2 separate regions of the Mus musculus genome follow, and region 2 is linked to region 1. Evidence: chromatin contacts called from public HiChIP or PLAC-seq data. All regions are on one chromosome and are shown on one strand. Each heading gives the region's core, a stretch centred on a gene start, on an enhancer-like site or on the middle of the called end of the contact. The rest is flanking DNA. Distances are from core to core; before and after follow the strand shown. Region 1 overlaps Ppcdc (phosphopantothenoylcysteine decarboxylase). Region 2 holds the start of Scamp2 (secretory carrier membrane protein 2).

Region 1 (3,352 bases), core at 82-2,581:
TCTTTCACTGGTTACAAACAGCCTGACAAACATCTCCAGGGGTCTAGGAAGATATCCATTAAAGATCTCCTCTAGGGCTAGGAGATTCAGCTAAGAGATCGAGTGCTTACCTAACACCTAAAGCCAAAATTACAGTCTCAAGTCTAAGTTATGGCTTAAGGGCTGAAGAGATGGCTTGCTGCTGTGCCAGAGCACCCAGGTTCAGCTTCCAAGCATCCACACGGCAGTTCACAACTGGTCTGTAACTCCAGCTCTATGGGATCTGATGCTCTTCTCTAGCTTCTGAAGTCATATGCACACATATGAATAAAATTGGTCCTACCAGCTGGGCGTGGTGGTGCACGCCTTTAATCCCAGCACTTGGGAGGCAGAGGCAGGCGGATTTCTGAGTTCAAGGCCAGCCTGGTCTACAGAGTGAGTTCCAGGACAGCCAGGGCTGCACAGAGAAACCCTGTCTCAAAAAAAAAAAAAAAAAAAAAAAAAAAAAAAAAAAAAAACCACCACCAACAACAAAATTGGTCCTACCATGCCTGATCCCAGTGAGCCCTACAGAACTCACGTTTCTTTTCTTCTCTTTTCTTTTTTTAATAAGGCATTCTGACTATGCAGTCCTGGCTGACCTGGAAATCACAGAGATTCACCTGCCTCTGTCTCATGAGTGTGGAGAATAAAGGCACACGCCACCTGCTTTGTGGTTGTTAAGACAAGGTTTCATGCAGCCCAGACTTAACACACTGCAGTAAGGGATTTTCGCCCTCCGTTTCTAAGAACTTCCCAGTCATCTGTGAACACTGGGTCTATACTTTCTCCGCTGTAAGCCTCCTTGGAAAGCTACTCTCTGAAGATCAAAGGACTCCACTCTAATCTCAAAAGCCTCTGCCAGCTGTAAGGAAAGACTCTACCTAGGGCTAGCTCGGAATCATCCCAAATTGGTACTGTTCTTGCTTAGGGGGTCCTGGCTTCCTCTGGCGCCTCACTTGCTTTCCTCTCCAAACATCCTTCAATACCCCAGTGCCTTCACGTTGCCTTTCCACAAACATGCCACCTCCAGAGGATCTCCTGGTCAGCCTGGATCCACAGATGACCTGGATCATCCTTTAGGGCTCCTACCCTAAGCAACAACTCTACTTGAGATCTTTCCTTCAAGATTTTTGCACTACTTCTTAGCCAGTCCACACTCTGGCTACCCTCCCAAGGTATACAGCCTCGCTGCTAGGGAACCTCCTGGGGGGAATGTATTCACCTAAGGAGTAATGTGGCGTATATCTGATAGGCAGGGCTTCCCTATGCCCTTCCCCACCCCCAGTGCTAACAGGCAAGCCCAGGCTAGTTTCTCTGGTTTTAAAGAGATGCCATTTGATCTGACTCATCAGCCCTGTCGGGTTTGTTCTTTCACCTTCATTCACTTAGCAAAAAGGTCCTGAGTGCCAAGGGTTGGGGGGGTCCTGGATCAGCACATGCACACATGCACACACACGTGCACACTTGTGCATGTACACACACACACACACACACACACACCACACCACACTATATACTATTCATTCATTCATTCACATCAGGCAATAAATGCTAAGGCGTTCTGGCAGGGCAGAAAACGTCCTGAAGGCAGAACCCCCCCCCCCCCATGCTTTCTCTGAAATCCTGTGGGTCCTGGTGGAATAGAGCTGTGCATTAAATCTCCCCCACACTGCATAACTCCCGAGAGTCAGCTCTGTGCTTGGTCCCCTACCGAGATCCCTCTGAAGATTAGGTTTTGTATCAAGTATTTTTAACTGGTACTTCTTTGTGCGATGTGACTGAAGCCTGGCCAGACATGATTGCATAAGCTGTCTGCATTGTGTCTAGCATTTATAGAGATTCCTTCCTGAAACCAGTTCACGAGGCTGGTTTCCTTTTCTCTGCTGAATCTGGAATCTGGGTCTCTGGAAAGATGGGGGAGGGAGAGGGCAATGGAAACAGAATTCTCAGTGATGCCTCTACTTTAGGGCCCTAGTCTGGTCCAGGCTATGGCAGAGAACAAAGAAACCTATGTAGATATACTTCACAGTCATAGTGTGAGACAATCCCATGGCCTCCATCCCTGCTCTCTACTAGTAACCAAGACTTGTCTCTGCACATTGTTCAGGGGTCCCTAGAGACATGGCTGCTCTAGTAGAGAACCATGAACTCAAAACATTAACCAGTAAGAACTCATGGTAATAATGGAACCAGCTCTGTGCACTGTTTTGAAGTCTCCGCACAGGCAGAGAGGGGAGTCTCTCGCCTGCATGTGATAACGTTCCCACAGGAGCAAAGGACTTGAAAGAGGAAATACCCCCTGCATCAGTTACTTAATCTATGGCTGTGATAGACCACTATGACCAAAGCTACTTAGAGAAGGAAGGGTTTATTGGGGCTGCTGGTTCCTCCAGCTGGTAAGAGTCCCTCATCATTACTATAGAGGAGCAGCCAGCAGGCATAGCAGCAGGAGGAACAAACTGAGAGCTCACATCTTAAATCACAAGCAAGAACCAGAGGTAACAAATGGAGAATGAGAGGGATCTTTGAATTCTCAAAGCCTGCCCCAGTGACATATTTCCTCCAGCAAGACCACACCTCCTAAATTGCCCAAACAGCACCACCAACTGTGGCCAAGTATTCTAATGCCTTCGAGTATGGGGAACAGCACCCAAACCCCGTCTGCCTTGTGCTTATCCTGTGGTGAGACAACACATCAAAGCTTTAGCATGGGGCCTCTTGACTGGGACATGCAGTAGAGAACCCTGACACAAAATGAAGTCCATCTCCCTCACAACCACCTCCAAAGGACCCTGCGCACACTATCACAGTACATATAAGCGTGGGCATTCACAGACGGCTGGGCTGATCTCCAGGAAATGGAGTTACAGGCACTCGTGAGTCACCCAACATGGGGGCTAGGACACAAACTCAGGTCCTCTGGGAAAGCAGTGAGTGCTTGAAGTCACTGAGCCATTGCTAATCCCAAAGCTAGGAAGAGAAAGACAACTGATGCAAATCCTCATGGCCAAATTAATTAAAGTGAGCAATTAATTAAAGCAAGTTTTTTGATTCGTGTACACAGGCTGCCTGCTTGCCTCCCTTAAGGCAGGTTCGAGAGGACAGCATCGGAGGTGAGGAAGGTGAGGTTTTTATAGTTCTAGGGTAGGGGGTTTACAAATGGGGGATTTGGAGGGCAAAATAGGCAAGGTTTCAGGAACAGGACATAGCCATAACAAGTTAGTCTTGCACGGGTTCCTGAAAGACACAGTTACAAGAGGAACATAACAACAGGTAGTCATAACAAGGCAACCATAACAACCTTTAGAAACAAAGGTAGGGTCCAAGATGG
Region 2 (3,681 bases), core at 838-3,337, 130 kb after region 1:
CAGCTAAGCGTTCTGCCCTTGGACGGTATCTGGAGGGCTCAGGGACAGAGGACAACACGCATTTGAGTCCCTTTTTCATTCTCTCAACTTTAGGATGTTTTCTGGTGGTCCTGAGCCCAGCATAAATGAATAACTAGAACATACATGGGGAGAAGGGTAAGGGAAATTGTTCAGTGGCAACGTGTTTTACTTCCCAAGGCTGCTCACCTGTGTGGTGTATCTTACTTAGCTGAAGGGCAGAACCAGTCTCTGACAGAAGTCTCTGATTTGAGGGTCAGGGTCCTGAGGGAGAGTCTCCAGCTGCAGGGCAGATGAAGACGAATTCTCTCCAGATGTGGAGAGCAGAGTCTGGCTCTTGGTCTCCACTCACATTCTGTCCATTGAGTGTCATGGAGTTCTAGGACTGCGTCTAGTTATCTTGAGTGGGTGATATCGCACTGGGTTCTGGTTATTGAGTGGATATCTGCTTTGGGTGTATTGGGATTCCTGGCTAAGCAATTTTTACATGTCAAAAAGGCTTTTTTTTTGTCTTTACTATTCTCATTGTACATTGGTACTAGTTAGAAGAGACAGCATGTACAAAGGCCATGAGACAAGAGAGAATAGGGAAGTTCCAGGAACTGAAAAGCCACTAAAGAGTAGAATGAAGAAGTGTAGGCAAAAGAAGGGGTGAGAAGAGATGGGGACTACACATTCAAAAAGACTCTGAGGGCAAACTAAACAAGTGGACTTCACACAGCAGAATGGTTTAGGGGTGAGGGTGCTTGCTGCTGTGCCTGGTGACCTGAGTTCAGTCCCTGAAAATCACATAAATGTGGGAGGAGAGAACCAACTCCACATTAGCCCCTAACACATGCGCTCCCATCCACCCCTCATGTGCACACAGCATCACTACTACCACTACAAGAATGACTACTACTACCACCATGACTATTAAAAAAAAAAAAAAAAAAAAAAAAAGCTTAAACGAGATCACTGGGTAGTTCTGAAGTGGACCTGTCAGATTACTGTTGATAAACTCCCCAGGATGTAGAAAGATGATGTCTTCATTGTAAATAGTTTTGTTTGAGATTCTTAGGAAATATCTTGGAAAAGGACATGAACATTCAAGCTTTAAGCCTGATTCATTTTACTCTAACATAAAATATACACATAGTAAAGGAATATTAACTTTATGTCAACAGCCTTTAACAGTAAATGGTAATTATGCTGGAATTTTTTTTTTCTTAGCTGGTGAGAAGAGTATCAATCAGACTCTAGGATGAGAGATTCCTCAAACCTACAAACAATAAAAAGGCAACAAAACCAAGAAAAGCAAACCAACCTGCCAAAAACCCTGGAAAAACAATAACCAAACAACCAAAAGCAAACAAAACAAAACAAACAAACAACCCCCCAAATAAAAACAAAACAAACAAACCAAAACCACAAAAATCAAAAAACCCATCTGGTTGCAACACAAGAATAGACCAATCAGTAGCGCTGTTCTATTCCAGGGTAAGAAACGATTCAAGCTAGATTTCACAGCGGCCCGAAAGACATGGATAAATAAGTTTGTGAGTTTGTGAGTGAATTAACTACCACCTCTAGGATATCTATGAAATCACAGGAGGGTGGAGCCTAAAAGAAATCCTGCTTATCTAGGGCAGGGGTTGATGCAAGGTCTTCCAGCTTTATCCTGGAGCACAGTTGTTCAGATAACTCCTGTTTGACATGTCTCCCCTGTCCTTTTGGTCCGGGACTTGCTCGAACGCCTCAATTTTGCCCTCTAGGAATGAATGCATGATCCTTTCCTGCCAGTCCTTTATTTGGAAGCTCAAAATAAATACACATAGGAAGGAAGACATCAGAAGAGATTCTGCACCGGAGGACTAAGTGGATAGAAGGTTTGGGTATGTAGCTCAAGGCTACACCTATGTCTATTATTCGTGAGACCCTGGATTCTATCCTCAGCATCTCTGGAGATAAAAAGAAAGTGGATGGAGACAGAATGAATAACCTTCGCTTTCTAATAGGCTGGGCAGGGGCGGAACGGACCTTTGTGACGTCCAGGGCCACGCCCCCACAGAGGGCGCTACGCCTGCGCCAGAACGGCTGCCTTGCTCCCGGAAGTGGAGGGTTTACACTGTGTGCCGCTGGGTCTGAGTGACCAAAGGCAGTAGCGCTCGCGGAGATCACCCGCTGGCCCTCGATCACCATGTCGGCCTTCGACACTAACCCCTTCGCGGACCCAGTGGACGTAAACCCCTTCCAGGTAGAACCCCCAATTCTCAGATTTCTTTAGGGAAAAGGGCTGCGGCCTGGGCCTCTTTCGCCAGAGCCGGGGACGTGGCGTAGGAGGGACGGATCACCTGTCCAATGGGAGAGCGGTATCTGAAGGCTGGCCTATCATAGTTTGTATGGAGGCGGGACTTTGCAACAGGTGGAACTGCGGCAAGGGGGCGGGGCGCTGTAAAGAAGTGGGCACTTAGAGCACCCCGGGTTGTAGCCCATCCGACCGGCCTCTGCTGGAGAAAAGGGCCAAGCACGCGCTTATCCTGGGGAGGTGTCTTAGAGTCAGAAAGGGAAGCAAAATGTTGCTGTGCCATTTCTACAGTCTTGGGGGATCTACCTGTATTGAGTCATCCTAGGAGAAAGGCTCATTGAAACATAATGAGGAAGTAGAAGTCTGTTGGGGTGGAGAAATGTGGAGATAACCCAACACCTAACAGCAACAGCAGTAGCGAAGCAAGCATCTAAAGTACAGGAGAGTCCCTAGTGTTTATCAAGAAGGCTGAGAGAGGGTAGGAAGAGAGGCCAAGCCAGAAAATTACTTATTGGCCAAGCACTTTGTTTGGATTGAGTTTGGGCCACACACTTTGAGGAGAGGGAGGTGAAGGAGCTTGGAGCCCAAGGTACACGGGTCTGACAAATCTGCATGGGTGGTTACCGGCCTGACCTTTGGAACTTTGAAAGAATACAACAGTCTTCGGACCTAAGCCAAAACCTTCGCGTGGAGAACGCAGAGATGCCCAGTTGTCTATGTTGAAGAACTGGAACTCCTTTTAGTGCCAAGGCGCGTTCTACTTCTCCTTTCATGTCTGCCCGAAACCAGTTTGAGGGACGCATGCTTGTGATGACTGGGGATTTATGAGCGCAGCTGTTCCTCCGGTGTTAGTATGTCACCAAGCTCTTGAATTCGTCTTGCTGGTGCTTTATTTTGGTCCTCTACAGCTTCAGCATTTCCTGAAGGTGTTGGAGAAGTCCACTGAGCTTTTCCAGGGTGGGTCCTTCCAAGGGTGGGAGCAAAGCAAAGGCGCCTTGAACTAGATGGTTATACACTCAGGGAGTAGAGTATGACCATCTTCTCTTTTGAAGTTTTGCAGTAATGGGATTGAACCAGAGCTTTGTTCGTTCTAGGCAAATCCTCCACCGCTGTGCATATTGGGTAACACTGAGCCCTTGGATTATTTATAACAGGATCTCTTCATCTAACACAGCCTGGCTCTGAACGCCCTATGTGTCTGTCACATGGTGGTCTTGAACTTGGGGTCCTTCCTCTACCTCCCAAGTGCAGCCATAACTAGCTCGAGCCACCACACCCAGCCAGGCCGAGAGTGGAAATTTTATGCTTCTTTCCCAAGGTGACCTAGCTGATAGGAACCCTTGGGCAGATTTTGGTAGTTGATTCCTTGCTACACT

The links. HiChIP or PLAC-seq counts read pairs in DNA pulled down with a chosen protein or histone mark.
Region 2: a contact with region 1 is called in an H3K27ac HiChIP or PLAC-seq map of embryonic stem cells, with 5 read pairs. The contact joins the promoter of Scamp2 here to the enhancer-like site in region 1. A contact is called at or near these places in 1 of 484 Hi-C or Micro-C datasets (neutrophils), 3 of 115 datasets of contacts at active chromatin or transcription factors (effector CD8 T cells, embryonic stem cells and pancreatic cancer cells) and 2 of 9 other capture datasets (adipose tissue and pancreatic islet).

What each region holds. Positions count from the first base shown.
Region 1 is chr9:57,426,785-57,430,136 of GRCm38.p6, forward strand. The region is part of intron 3 of Ppcdc (phosphopantothenoylcysteine decarboxylase); the gene reads right to left. Among named protein-coding and RNA genes, the nearest start is that of Ppcdc, 12 kb to the right of the region's middle. Within about 2 kb of position 1,332, at least 111 of the 459 cell types and tissues checked have an H3K27ac peak or open chromatin away from gene starts, as enhancers often do. A contact at or near this core is called in embryonic stem cells and pancreatic cancer cells, where this site is marked.
Region 2 is chr9:57,558,857-57,562,537 of GRCm38.p6, forward strand. It overlaps Scamp2 (secretory carrier membrane protein 2), which reads left to right and starts at 2,088. Exons shown (of 9, transcript NM_022813.3): 1 at 2,088-2,254. The coding sequence starts at 2,198.